2 separate regions of the Rattus norvegicus genome follow, and region 2 is linked to region 1. Evidence: chromatin contacts called from public Hi-C data. All regions are on one chromosome and are shown on one strand. Each heading gives the region's core, a stretch centred on a gene start, on an enhancer-like site or on the middle of the called end of the contact. The rest is flanking DNA. Distances are from core to core; before and after follow the strand shown. Region 1 overlaps Tanc2 (tetratricopeptide repeat, ankyrin repeat and coiled-coil containing 2). Region 2 holds the start of Map3k3 (mitogen activated protein kinase kinase kinase 3).

Evidence for each region. Hi-C and Micro-C count contacts between places; a contact is called where the count stands out from the background.
Region 2: a contact with region 1 is called in a Hi-C map of the A7r5 cell line, with 4 times the contacts expected there. The contact joins the promoter of Map3k3 here to the enhancer-like site in region 1. A contact is called at or near these places in 10 of 12 Hi-C or Micro-C datasets (the A7r5 cell line, the Rat2 cell line, Schwann cells and 5 more).

The regions. Positions count from the first base shown.
Region 1 is chr10:91,368,372-91,374,652 of GRCr8, forward strand. It overlaps Tanc2 (tetratricopeptide repeat, ankyrin repeat and coiled-coil containing 2), which reads left to right. Exons shown (of 26, transcript NM_001191653.1): 26 at 1-199. Among named protein-coding and RNA genes, the nearest start is that of Cyb561, 17 kb to the right of the region's middle. Within about 2 kb of position 3,875, at least 7 of the 93 cell types and tissues checked have an H3K27ac peak or open chromatin away from gene starts, as enhancers often do. A contact at or near this core is called in the A7r5 cell line and Schwann cells, where this site is marked.
Region 2 is chr10:91,516,315-91,522,595 of GRCr8, forward strand. It overlaps Map3k3 (mitogen activated protein kinase kinase kinase 3), which reads left to right and starts at 3,662. Exons shown (of 16, transcript NM_001107058.3): 1 at 3,662-3,954. The coding sequence starts at 3,951.

The DNA.
Region 1 (6,281 bases), core at 2,625-5,124:
AAAGGGGTCTAGGGAGAGAAAGAAAAAAAAGAGAGAAAGGAAGGAAGGTAGGTAGGTTGGTTGATTGAATATGCTAAATTGATTGAAAGAAAAGCCTACTATAATTATCTGAAATGTTACTATGTTGATTTTCCAAAAAGCATTTGGGGAACATTTAACAAACATCCAGTCCTTTAAATAAATTGATTGGCCAAGGAAATTCCAGGAGAACTGTGGGTATTTTTAAAGTACTCACCGAGAGGTATTCTCTAGGCTTTAACCAACAATTAGCCACTAAAGGCTGCTGATTTTCCAAGGCTAGATAGAGGAGGGAATAAGTATGGAGAAAAGAGGACAAAGAGGAGGAAATTGTTCTTGTTTCTCACTGAGAGAAAGCTGTCTCAAGTCTGCATTTTAGATCACAAAAGCCCCACTGAACTCTGAGGTCTGGCTGGTGTAGTAACCCTGCTGACTGCATTTTCACCTGGAGCCAGGCTGCGTTCAGCTGATGCCCCTTGTCCCAAACCAAGATGGCATTGTAAAGAGTTTCTTCCAGAACCTGCTTGGGTTCTCTTGGGACTGTAAGACCTATCCCAGGGTTTCCACCCAGCCCAATGTGATCCATGCCAGCTGTTAACTAATTCCATTTGAAGACCTCTGGTTTCATTATTCACTGTTAAAGGAATTGTCTCTTTCATCTAGGAGTGTTTAATGGTAGTCTTTGAAAATCAGAAACAGCCAAAAGTGTTGCAGATTGCTCTGAGCACTGGGGAGGGGCAGGAGATTGTAGCAGGCCTTTTCCTCCCTTAGTCTCCATCTGTCTTGTAGCTGGTCGCTAACCTGATTTTTGAAAAGCTGAGACAACTATGAGGTAAGCAACAAGAACCAAGAACCAAAGCTGTAGCACAGTCCCATCTCTGGCTGCAGGTCAGCTCTTAAAACCAAGCCACTGGGCCCAGCAAACTGACCAGGGTGTTGGTACTTCATTCTTAGGGAGCACCTTACTCCTTAGTAAAGGGCTGCAGGAAGGACAGTTTCTTAAACAGAATGCAGCTGTGATCTGACTGGAGTGCGGTTCTCTGATAGGATCTGAAGACATGCAGAGCATGACACTAAGATCACAAACCTTTCATCACTGATTTAGATTCTGCCAATAGGTGGACCCCAGACTCCCCCAAGCCTAAAACAGATCAGGACACATCTCTATAAGCAAGACTGTTTTTACTGTGATATAGAAGAACTGCCCCATTCTCCTAGACTAGGATAGGCACCTGTCATTTCTCCCTACCGGTCCATCCACCTGTCTGTATCTTCGTCTCTCCCATCTGGAAGAAGTTTATAGCTGTGGGGTCACCCTGTAGCTAAGAGCAGCAGCCTCTTGGCTCCCTGTGTGGCCTGGACACAGCTCTCTTGGTCTCTGCATCACACTGTATCTTATTCAAAGCACCTCTGAGGAAGCTACTACAATCCACAGAAAAGTGCCCCCACCTGTTTGGAAAGCCACCCTTACCTGCCCAGGTGGGTTAGAGTGCCGTGCGGGCCTAAAAATAACCACAGCTGCCACTATTACCCAGGGTCCCTCATTCTCCCAGGAAAAGAGCGTTAGCATCGCTACCCCCACCTGAAACATCAGCATCAAACCACAGTTATTCCCATTGTAAGGGAGTACATGCCACCACTGGGAGCAAGTGGGGTTGATTAAAAGAAAACACCAATGGGAGCTTCCCGAGGCAGGAGACAAGCATCTTCCCTGGATGCAGACGGCCTGCCCTGCTTTGCTACATCACTGCCACGGTTGATCTTAGTACTGTATCTTAAACAAACCTGCCCTCCCTCCCTTCCCAACAAGGAGCATTTGCCAGACACACATGGCTTCAGGATGGAAGACAGATCTTAAATGGCAAATCCTACTTACTCAATTCACATCACCCTTAAAGTAGAGACAGGTGACAAACCTCAGCTTGTAGGTTTCTCACCAAAACAAGTTCCTTTGCCCAAAATTCTTGCACTAGTGGGTTTCCATCACATCATGTCTATAAATGGGTGCACTTTACTGTTTGAATTTGTAACTGATAAATACTGGATATTTAAGTGTGAGTAATGTCTGCATTAGAAATTAGCAGAGTCACTCTTGTCTCTAGTGTGTTTTTCAAGGAAAAAAAAACAAGGAAAGAAATCAAGCAGTGGATCACAGCATTTATAGCACAAGAAATAACTTGTATATAAGCCTCAAAGATTAAGAATTTTTAAACACAAGAAAACATTTGCGGTGATTTTAAAGTGCTTTTCCAGCAATTTTCTTAGGGACTCCTGAGACATGGTTCATTTATTTACTGGATCAGTAAGGCACACAAGTAACAATTACAATTAACATTTATTTACAAAGTAAAGGGAAGACCTGTGTAACATGAGAATTTGGCACGGACAAATGGAGATCATTTTGTATCTGCTGTTGTGTCTGTCCAGGTTGCAGACGTGCACTATTAAAGTCCCCAGTTAATAGAGCACAACCCCCTCTCGGTCCTCTCCCAGGCGCCCCTTTCTAGATGTGTTTATCTTAAACTCGATGGCTCAGGAAAATTCCACTAATTAGAGTTGTGTACAGTGTCCCAGGTTGTTGTCCAGATATCCAAGTTTGCTGATTTTAGTTAAGCCTGGATTATCACTTTTCCTAAATTATTGTAAACAGAACAGCTTAGAGAAAGATGTTCTCGGCCCTTATATTGTATAGTAGTTTATGATCCCCTCTAAATATTGGTATTTTTATATTCCAGAGATATACCCAATAGAAAAAATTTAAACCAGTATCTAATTTAATATCCATAAGTATTTTTCCTTAGCGTTTAGTCATATGCAGCGGGATATGTGGATGTCACTTGTGCTTCACCATACTCTACCACTAGGTGTCACTGTGACTCTGCATCATACTTACCTGGTTACAAAGAATGGCTTCGTGGAGCTGCTGCCAGTGCAGCTGGCAGGCCCTTAGACTAGAGGTTCAGGAAGAAGGGAATAAAAGCCTGGAGGGTCTTCATGTATCCATGCCACCTGTAGCAAGACAGACTCTGAACACCACCTGTCCGGGAGGTTACATTGAGCTCTCTTTCTCCCCATTAGAACCGTTCCTCTTAGTTCCACTCAGCCTCCGACTTTTCTAACTCTAGAAGTATCGTGGTTGGGTGGTTGATTAAAGATGGTTATTTTTCTACTGCAGAAATGCCTTGGACAAAACCAGTTGCTCACTGAATCTTTGCCACACAATGGAACAGGCTCCCCAGGTGGCAGGATATGCTGCCTCTGTGCCCATCTTCTGTTGAGCCTCTGCACGCTCAGCAGCCCCACCCACCCTACCCGTCTGCCCTCAGGCTGCCCAGTTCTCAAGAAGGGGTCTGCTCCCGCCTTTACTCTGAGGGCCATACTGCCCTGCCACGTGCTTGTTGAGAGGTGTGACTTCTCCTTTTCCTCTGGGAATTCCAGACTGACCATCTACCATGACTAACAGTGAACAAAGGGCTTAGGGTAAGAGCTACCTACAAAGACGCGTCATGGAAACCTTCACCATGCAATGCCTTGAACTCAGCTCTGGCTGCTCCCAAGAAAAGGCAGCTGGCTAGGGGCCTGGACACAAGCACACCGGGGCTGGTGGAGCCACTGTGCAGAGCTACTTGAACACTCACTGGGTCTTCATCAACTCTTTTTGTAATACAGACCACTCAAGGGCTGAAGTGTTGGTAACCTTCATTTCGGTGTCTGATGCCTCACAGCAGCTGAGCCACCCTGAGATGCTTGTGGCCACAGGATGGCCACAGTCAGAGCTTTGAAAGTCAGTACCAAATGAACGTGTAATTGGACACCAAAAATCAAGTGTTACTCTCATGTTTCTCACCCTATCATCTCATTTTTTCCTGCTGACTGTGATCCCTACACTAAGCTGACCAGTCAGGCTGCAGCTGGCTGCCCAAGATGCCAGCCAGCACCATCTCCTGGTTTCAGATAGACCTACTCCGTGGAAAGGACATGGCCTAGCTGCTTTGTTTCTGTAGCACTTGATGGCTGGAGTTTTTCCTTTGCTAATCACTAACCAGAAAATCTGGCTAGGACTCAACACACTCCCTTCAATCCCCAGGACCAGACAGAGAGTTAATTCTGGAAAATTCAGTACTTGAATGTACCTGCCTTACTGTGTACCCATTCACTGGGGGAGGGGGAGTTAGAGATGTTGGCTCTAGATATCCACTTCATTCAAGGTTATTTTGGAAATCCTGTAAGTTCTATTTCCTGTCCTGGTTTGGTTTGCTTTGCCTTGCCTTTGTTTTGTTTTGTTCTTTGACATTTGGCTGATTTCCTGCTGAGTTGGGCCGGTTCCCTGTGGGGCCCAGGGCAGGTGCCCTTCTCAGGCATGGCCTCCTTCCATCTAGCACAGCATCTGTCTCTCTGTCCTGTCTCCTCCAAACCCAAGATGATTTTAATTAGTACAGACATGTACAGTCGACAATTACAGAGTGATTTGTACTAATATGATTTTGATTATTCCTCTTTGCTGTCCTTTCAAGACACTTGCTGGAAAAAGCTTTAATGCACTTAGTTTTCCTTTAGGTTTTCTATAACTCAGATGTAAAGGACTCTCTCTGTACAGTATATTATCCAATGCATGTTTGTTCTCTATCCTGATATATCGAACACCACACGGTCGTGAACTTGTGCAGTGGGGATGCCCCACACCCAGCGGAGGCCTCCAGCCCCGTGTATAAGGAAGACATTTTCTCTACTGTACTTGCTTGAACAGTTTTATTGTCTGTACATGTGAGCTGTGTGAGATAGATGTGAAAAGTTCAAATGAATGCATTTTCCTGCCCCATGTATACAGAGCGTCATCTGTACAATGAACTGTATGTATGAAAGCAAATGTACGTATTTATAAATGGTCAACACTTGGAGAAACCTGCTGTCTGCTGCTTTTCTCCCTCCTCACTCTATCCAGGGAACTGACTTCCAAGCTCACCCCTAACTGAAATGGCAGTGCTAAGGATGCCACCCCAAGGGAGAACATCAAGGTCAAAGCTAAGGCCAGGTTCCTGCTGACTTGTTTACTCTGCTGTGAGGCTCAGAGGCACACCTTCCTGCGTCTGTTCACTGAGTTGCCGCGTGTCTCCTCTGAGGTGGACACCGATAGCACTTGAGGGAGCTGTTGGCCCAAGATGATTCTAGGACCTCAGTGAAGCCTGGCTATGTGGAGTTAAAGGGAGCCTTTTTCCTCAGCAGCTACACAGGAATGCTGTACTCCCATCGTGTTTCGCTTGTCTGGAATGTGTGACTGATTAATACATGATCTCACTGTGTTTTCTGAAGCTGGCCATAAACTTCTGAACTCCAGTGATCCTTTTGCCTCAGCCTCCCAAGTAGCTGAGGACACTGGCACCCACTATTGCCAGTTTAGTTGCTTCAGTTTTGGTAGCTGAAGTTCACCCCAACATCACCACCTTGCCAAAATCTAAGCTTGCAATACACTGCCAGCCTAACTGATGGTTTAGAGATGCTGAGTCCAAGAATGGGATGCAGCCTGTGGTGTAGATCCAGAGACTAGCTTGTTAGTCAAACTGAAGACCCTTAGCCCTTCAGGAGTCCATCTGGATGTCTCCAGTTCCAGACATAGCGCTCAGGAGCTGCAATGTGAGCAGAAAGCTTACTGCTTACTGTTCCCTAAAACTCTCAGCACCTTTAAGTGGGGTGAGTCTTGCCTGCCCCACTGAAACCTCTTTGTCTACTTGAGAGACAAACAAGAACACCAGTTTATGTCAGCAGCCCCACCCACCCAGCCCATCAGCCCTCAGGCTGCCAATTCTCAGGAATTGGTCTGCGGCCATCTTTACTCTGAGGGTCCTGCCGAGTACTTCTTCAGAGGTGTGACTTCTCCTTCTCCTCTAGGAATTCCAGACGGACCATCTACCATGACTAACAATGACAACAATGATCCTACTGGGCATCTAGACCCAGTTCCCAAACAACTAAAATCTGAGAAAGCAGGAAAACTCCAGGACAGGCACAGCCAGCTAGCCTGCATACCAAAATCACCTTTGTAAATTAGAAAAGATCCTAAGAGAACTCACATGCTAGGTCTGATAGCCATTGCTTCATTAACAACTTAAAAAACAAAACAAAACAAAACAAAACAAAACTTCACAAAACCCCAGCTTTTAAAGGATTCTTGGGGCATCAAAAGAATAGAACAAGGTAGAGTTTAGAAAAAAGTAATCCTTAAAAGGAATTTTCTAGATAGAAAGCCACTTCATGAATCAGAGAGT
Region 2 (6,281 bases), core at 2,412-4,911, 150 kb after region 1:
GGCACTATGTTATTGAGAGATAAGAATGAAAGTGTGCAGCTAGTATGTAATGGGGCTGCCAGATGGGGCCAGAACTTTCTTAGGCCCTGGCACCGGGAGGGTGGCTCAGATACCCATAGGCTTGCTGCAGTGTAAAACTGAGACAGCCGTTAGAAGGCATGGCCCAGCAAGGAAGCTTCAGTGTTAGGAGAGGAGAGAAAGCAACCCACAAGTATATACTTATGGATTTTACATCACACACATACACACACACACACACACACACACACACACACACACACACACACACACACGAGCTTTGTTATTTTGAGTCGGAGTATCATGCTATGCAACACACTCCTAAGGAGTGGGCTTTGTAAGACAGTCTAGGGGCTGGCCTTTGCTTCCTGAGGACTAGGATTACAGGCGTGTGTGGACCACCACACCCAGCAGGTATTTCAGATGTGCTGTTAAAGATGGTTGGCATGCCGATTTGAAGGGCAGCTTCTCTCTTTCTCACTTGTTACCCCCAGACCCCGTGCTAAGGGAGCAAAACCAGGTTCTCGCACGTTCTGGGTGAGTTCTTTACCACTGAGCTACATCCCCTACCCGACAGCTTCTGTTTCTCTGCTTACTTTGCAAAATGCTCTTATATTAGAGCAGAATAAGTGTTTGGATGAAGAAGGCCTCAGGTGCTCTTGGAGCATAGCGAAGAGCTTTCCTTAACCCAGCTTGAGAGGGAGGGAAGACTTCTCAGGGAGTGATGGGGAACTAAGAGGACTTAATTCTCCCCAGAAGACAACTGGGGCCAGAAATGGAGAACATTCACCACAGAGAGCATGGTCCACATAGGACTGTGTGGGGAGGGAGACAGGGAAAAATTGGAAAACTTGAGATCAGTTTGAGGAATTTCCAGTGTGACTGCAGCATGGACTTGGGGTGGGAATAGTGGGAGTGGGAAGTGGAAGACAGATTGAGCGAAAGAGATGCTAGGGTCCTGGAGGGACTGCCTTACTACATTCACGTTTGATTCTTTTTTTTTTTTAAATATTTTTTTTTTTTTTGTTCTTTTTTCGGAGCTGGGGACCGAACCCAGGGCCTTGCGCTTCCTAGGTAAGCGCTCTACCACTGAGCTAAATCCCCAGCCCCTTTTTTTAAATATTTTATTGGTACATGTGTGTGCCTGGCTTATCGATGTGTATGACAGTGTGCGTGCATGGTGCCTGTGCAGGTGAGATGAGGCCCCATCCCCCGGAGCTGGATTTATAGGCAGTTGTGAGCTGACCAATGTGGGTGCTGGGAACTGAACCTGGGCTCTCTTCAAGAGCAGCAAGCACTGTTTACTGCTGAGCTCTCTCCAGCCCCTATCTGATTCACCTTAAAACTGATGGGTTATAATATTCGTAAATAGGGTTTTCTCAGATCCTGTGTCCGATAGAAAGTCTATGCTGTGCATACACTTTAAGTAAACGAACTAAGAGATTCTGATGGTTTGAATTGAGCTAGTGGAGCTAGGGTGAAAGAGAGGCGGAAGGATTGGGTAAGATTGGTGGTTAGAGGTGAACAGAGAGGAAGAGTTCACCGATAGCTTGGTGTCTTCCTCGGGGAACTGACGACAATGAACAGAGGAAACGTGAACAGTGGAGGGAGGTGATGGGTTCAGGTTGGACCCGTAGAATTTGAGGTGCCCCGTGGAGTGCTCAGGAGTGGTGCCTCTGAAGCTTAGAACAAAGATCTGCCTGAGCTGGGATCCTCAGCACACAGGGCAACGGCAGCATGGAAATGCTTGACTAGTGGCGGAGGGACAATCAGTGGAAATGGAATTCACAAAGAAGGCATCTGAAGGAAAGGTAGAAGGAAGCAGCTTGCTTAGCCATTCACTGGAGAGGTTAAGTGAGATTACATGCCTGGCATCTAGTAAATGGCTGGTGTTCTTCTCCATTTTCCCTCACCAGACAAAAGGATTATTCTATTTCAGTAAATTAGGGATGCAATCAAGTGAGAATGTGAGACTTGAGAATTTGAAGAAAAAGGAGTTTGGTACAGTGACACAGGTCTTTTATTCCCAGCACTCAGGGGGCAGAGGCAGACAGATCTGTGAATTTCAGACCAGCCAGATTACAAAGAAGTTCCAGGACAGCCTAGGTTAGAGACTCTGTCTCAAACAACAAAAAAACAACTCCATAAACACCACCACCACCACCACACCACCACCCGCCCCCCCCCCACACACAAATAAAAGAAAAAAATACAGGACAAGAGAGAGATAATTAAATAGTATGGGGTTGAGAGAGAGGATGAAGAAAATGGATTGTGTAAGATACTCTTTAAGAGATCTGACACCCCAAAGTCACCCCCTAAGGTGTTTCTAAATGACAACTGAAAATGGCATCCGAAGATTTTTCTGGAATCTGAAATATGTCACTGGAACAGTTCCAGAGAAAGAGAACCCACACTAATTCTGGTAGAGTTGGAATCTAAAGACTGGGTGTATAAATTGTTGAAACAATGGAGGTTGAAGAAGTTAATCACAATGCCCTTTTGAAAGATCGCACAGCCAGTACAATTGTTTTGAGACAATATTTCGTGGCACAGGAAACACAAATGTGTAAGCACACTACAAAACAATACGAAGTGGTTTTTTTTGTTTTTTTTTTTTTGTTTTTTTGTCAAACGTTGCATATCTAGGTAAGAAATAGATAAAACTATCTCTAGGGTTGGGATTTTCCTGCACTTTTAACTTTTCTTTTAAAAACGTGTCTCGATTTTATAACTCTGAGCAAAATTTGTCCAAGAACAACTTTAGCAGAACCCCGAATGTGGGGACCCACATTCCAGCACTACCCTAGCCTTTGGAGACGGAGGAATTAGATGTGCCCTCGGAGGTCTGAGACCCAGGGGAATGAGAAGTAACGAGATCGAGACCGTCCTCCTTCTAGTAAAATCCGCACGTAGAGCCGTGGGCTGCTTAGGGGATCGCGCGGCACAAGTGGCCTGGAAGCTCCGAGCCAAATCTTCTCCGCCCATTCCAGGCCAGACACTTCGCACCAGCAGGGGCCGAACACCTCAGCACCTCGAGGTCGCCGACAACCATAGGGCCGAAGGTTGTCGTATTCTGAGGGCCTCTACGCTTTTTCAAGGAGCCAGCCAGTGTAGCCGCTGAGGGGAACAGCGCCAGCCCGCGCGCCAGCCGAGGGTTCCGCAACTGAGTAGAGGGTTGTGGGCGGGGCTTCAAGCCGGAGCTGTGATTGGAGCAGATTGGCCAGAGAAGCCGAGAGCGCCAGCTAGTGATGCTCCGCGGCGGGTGCTCAGCGCTCTCTCTGTGATTGGCTAGGCGCGAGAGGACGGGCGCTGTCTGGGTGATTGGCAGGCTCTAGACAGCCCTCGGAAATCGCCTTGACTTCGCCCATTGGCATCCTGTAAGAGTAGGCGGGATTGGTCCGTCGTGATTAGCTGGCGGATGAGAGTGAGGGCGTTGGGAGAGAACGGGAGGAGGGGCGGGAGTATCTGACTTCCTCCTGGTTATTGGCTGGCAATGGGCATGGGGGTAGCGCCAAGGCCCAGCGGCTGTCTGCGATTGGCAGATGCTGGCATGAGTGACAGATTGCAAGGCTTGCTGCGCGCCCAGCGGTTTGTTTTTCGGAGCGTTCCTGAGGTGGAGAACAGTGGCCGGTCGGAGCTACTTCTGGACTTCAAGACTGGCAGGCGGGCCAGCCGAGTGGCGCCGCCGAGGCCGGGTTGGGCCGAGCCTGGGAGCGCCGGGGATGTAGCGGGCCACCCTGCTCATGCCACAGCGCCCGGCCCGGGCCGGAGCCGGAGCCTGGGGAGGCGGCGGGGGCCCCGAGCGCAGCCCACGGCCCCCGCGCGGAGCCAGGCCTGCCGCCGTCCCCGCCGCCTGCTCCCCCGGCATGCAGCCCCGGCTGCGGAGGTGACACTTCTGGGCTGATACCGCTGCCGCCGCCATCGCCACCATGGGTGAGTACCGCCACCGCCCCGGCCTGTGCCCGCGCTGCTTCGCGACGCTCCGCCCTGGGCTGAGGGGAGGAGGACCCTGGGCCGCTGCCTGACAGGCATGGACAGTTCGCCGGGCCCGGGACTGAGGACCGCGAACCGCTCGCCTCTTCGCGGCGCCGCGACCAGGGCTGTGATTCTGGCTACCAGGACCTTCCGGGGGTGCCCTACCGGCCAAACCCACTCGGCAGCTCTCTTTTCGGGCATGCGGCGGGCGCATCCCGGGGAGGGGTCTGCGGGACGGAGGCCCGTGCTCGGTCGGGCCGCCCACTCCGGTCCCCAGCGAGCTGGCGCGCGAGCTTGAGGGTGGGGGAGCCGGAGCTCAGTGTGGGGCCGGGGCTGGAGCCTGGTGCAGGCCCAGCTGCTGTTGTGTCTTTTCCTTGATTTGCTTTTTTTTTTTTTTTTTTTTTTTCCTGCCTGTGTCATTTCCTTCCCTTTGCTCACACTGTGAGTTCCCGGGGCTTTGCTCTGGAGCTCGGTGCGCTCCCCTGCGCAGGGGGGAGGGTATGCGGGGGATCCACTGCGACGCTATTCGACGCGGATCCCTGTTAGCAATAGCAGGCTTGAGAAATGCGAGCTGCGCTCCTCACAGATTACTGAAGTTAAGAATCGTTAAACGCTGTGGGTTATAACTCAGACCCTACTTTTGGAAAAAAATCCGGCTCTTATCCAGTGCTATCCCTGAAACTATGTAACTTTTGAAGGAGGCATTCGCTACATAAAAGAATCACTATGAAATCATTTCCTTTTTGTCAGTATTTGTAATTCTGCTGTGAAGATATAATCTAAGAAAAGTTTTTTAATGTCTTCTACACAGTATTTGAGCTGAATAAAATATATATTTCGCATAATTTTGGTATTTTACCAAAAGACTTGGACTTAGCTAAGGAATGTGTGACACTTTAAATATATTTTGCTTCTCCACTTGGGGAAGGTATTGTGATGCTCTTGTTCCTGGTCTCAATCAAGTTTTGCAAAAATATTTAGTATTATCTTAAATCAGAAAGGGATAAAATTCTCCTTCGCAGAAGCACTCATTGCTTGTTTGAGTGCGCCATATGAAGATGGAATGTTAATGCTTGTTTTGCCCTATAGTAAGCTCAAGTCATTTTTATAAGGGTTTAGTGGATGCAGTCGCACATTAGCCAGATACTCGATTGGAGCTCCTTACTCTGGCTTTAAATTAATTGCTTTATTCTTGCTTTGTTCTTTTTCACTCTGCCCCTCATACAGTATGGAGAGAATTTGTTCATTTGGTGGGTTTTCTGTTCCCTTTCCATGCTGTATTTCAGAGTTTTTTTCTACAGAGCTCTCATCTGAGACACACAAACGGAACCTAGTAAGGACTCACATTTCAATATTTATTTATTTATATTTATAATACAATAAATGTTTATGGAATGCTTATTATATGGGGCACATATTTCTTTATATATTAATGGGGAACAGAATTCTTTTTATCCTCCCCCAGTTTTCCCACATTTATCTACTGCTACAGAATTTAAGTTAAATCTTTGAATTATGGACCTATGTTATAAAAGTTTAGTAAGCTTTCCTTCTTCCCCGGTGTGTGAGCCTTAAGTTCCAAAGGGGAGTATGAGATCCTTCAGAATGTACAGAATTCACATGTAACACTTTGATTGTAAAACCAGTGTGTGAGTATCCAGTGATGAAGGCAACATCTCATTATCTAATATGAAAAGAGATGAGAGCCTGTTTTCAAATTTGAAGAGGTTTTCAGCCAATGTATGAATATGTGGAAAGGCCATGTTGGGAGGAAAGAAACTATGTTGGTAAAGTTCCAAAGTGGGAGGAAAAACAGGGAACATGGTATCTTCTTATTTGACCCCATGTCACTTTTTAAATGTATTTTTGTTTCCAGTGCTGGACATCAAACCTAAGCCTTATGAATGCTAGGCAAGCACTTTGCCATTGAGGTACATCCCTGGCATTCTCTTGAATACCTTTTCTTTTCTCTCTCTGTCTTTCTTTTTGGTTCTTTTTTTTTTTTTTTTTTTTTATTTTTTCGGAGCTGGGGACCGAACCCAGGGCCTTGCGCTTTCTAGGCAGGCACTTTACCACTGAGCTAAATCCCCAACTCCCTCTGTCTTTCATATTTAAAGGTGTTTTTCCTGCATGTATGTCTGTGTGAGGATGTGAACTACAGACAGTTTTGAGCTGCCATGTATGTGCTGGGAATTGAACCCAGGTCTTCTGGAAGAGCACCCTGTATGTACTCTTAACTGCTGAGCCATCTCTCTAGCTCTTTCTTTCCTTTTGTTATTGTTGTT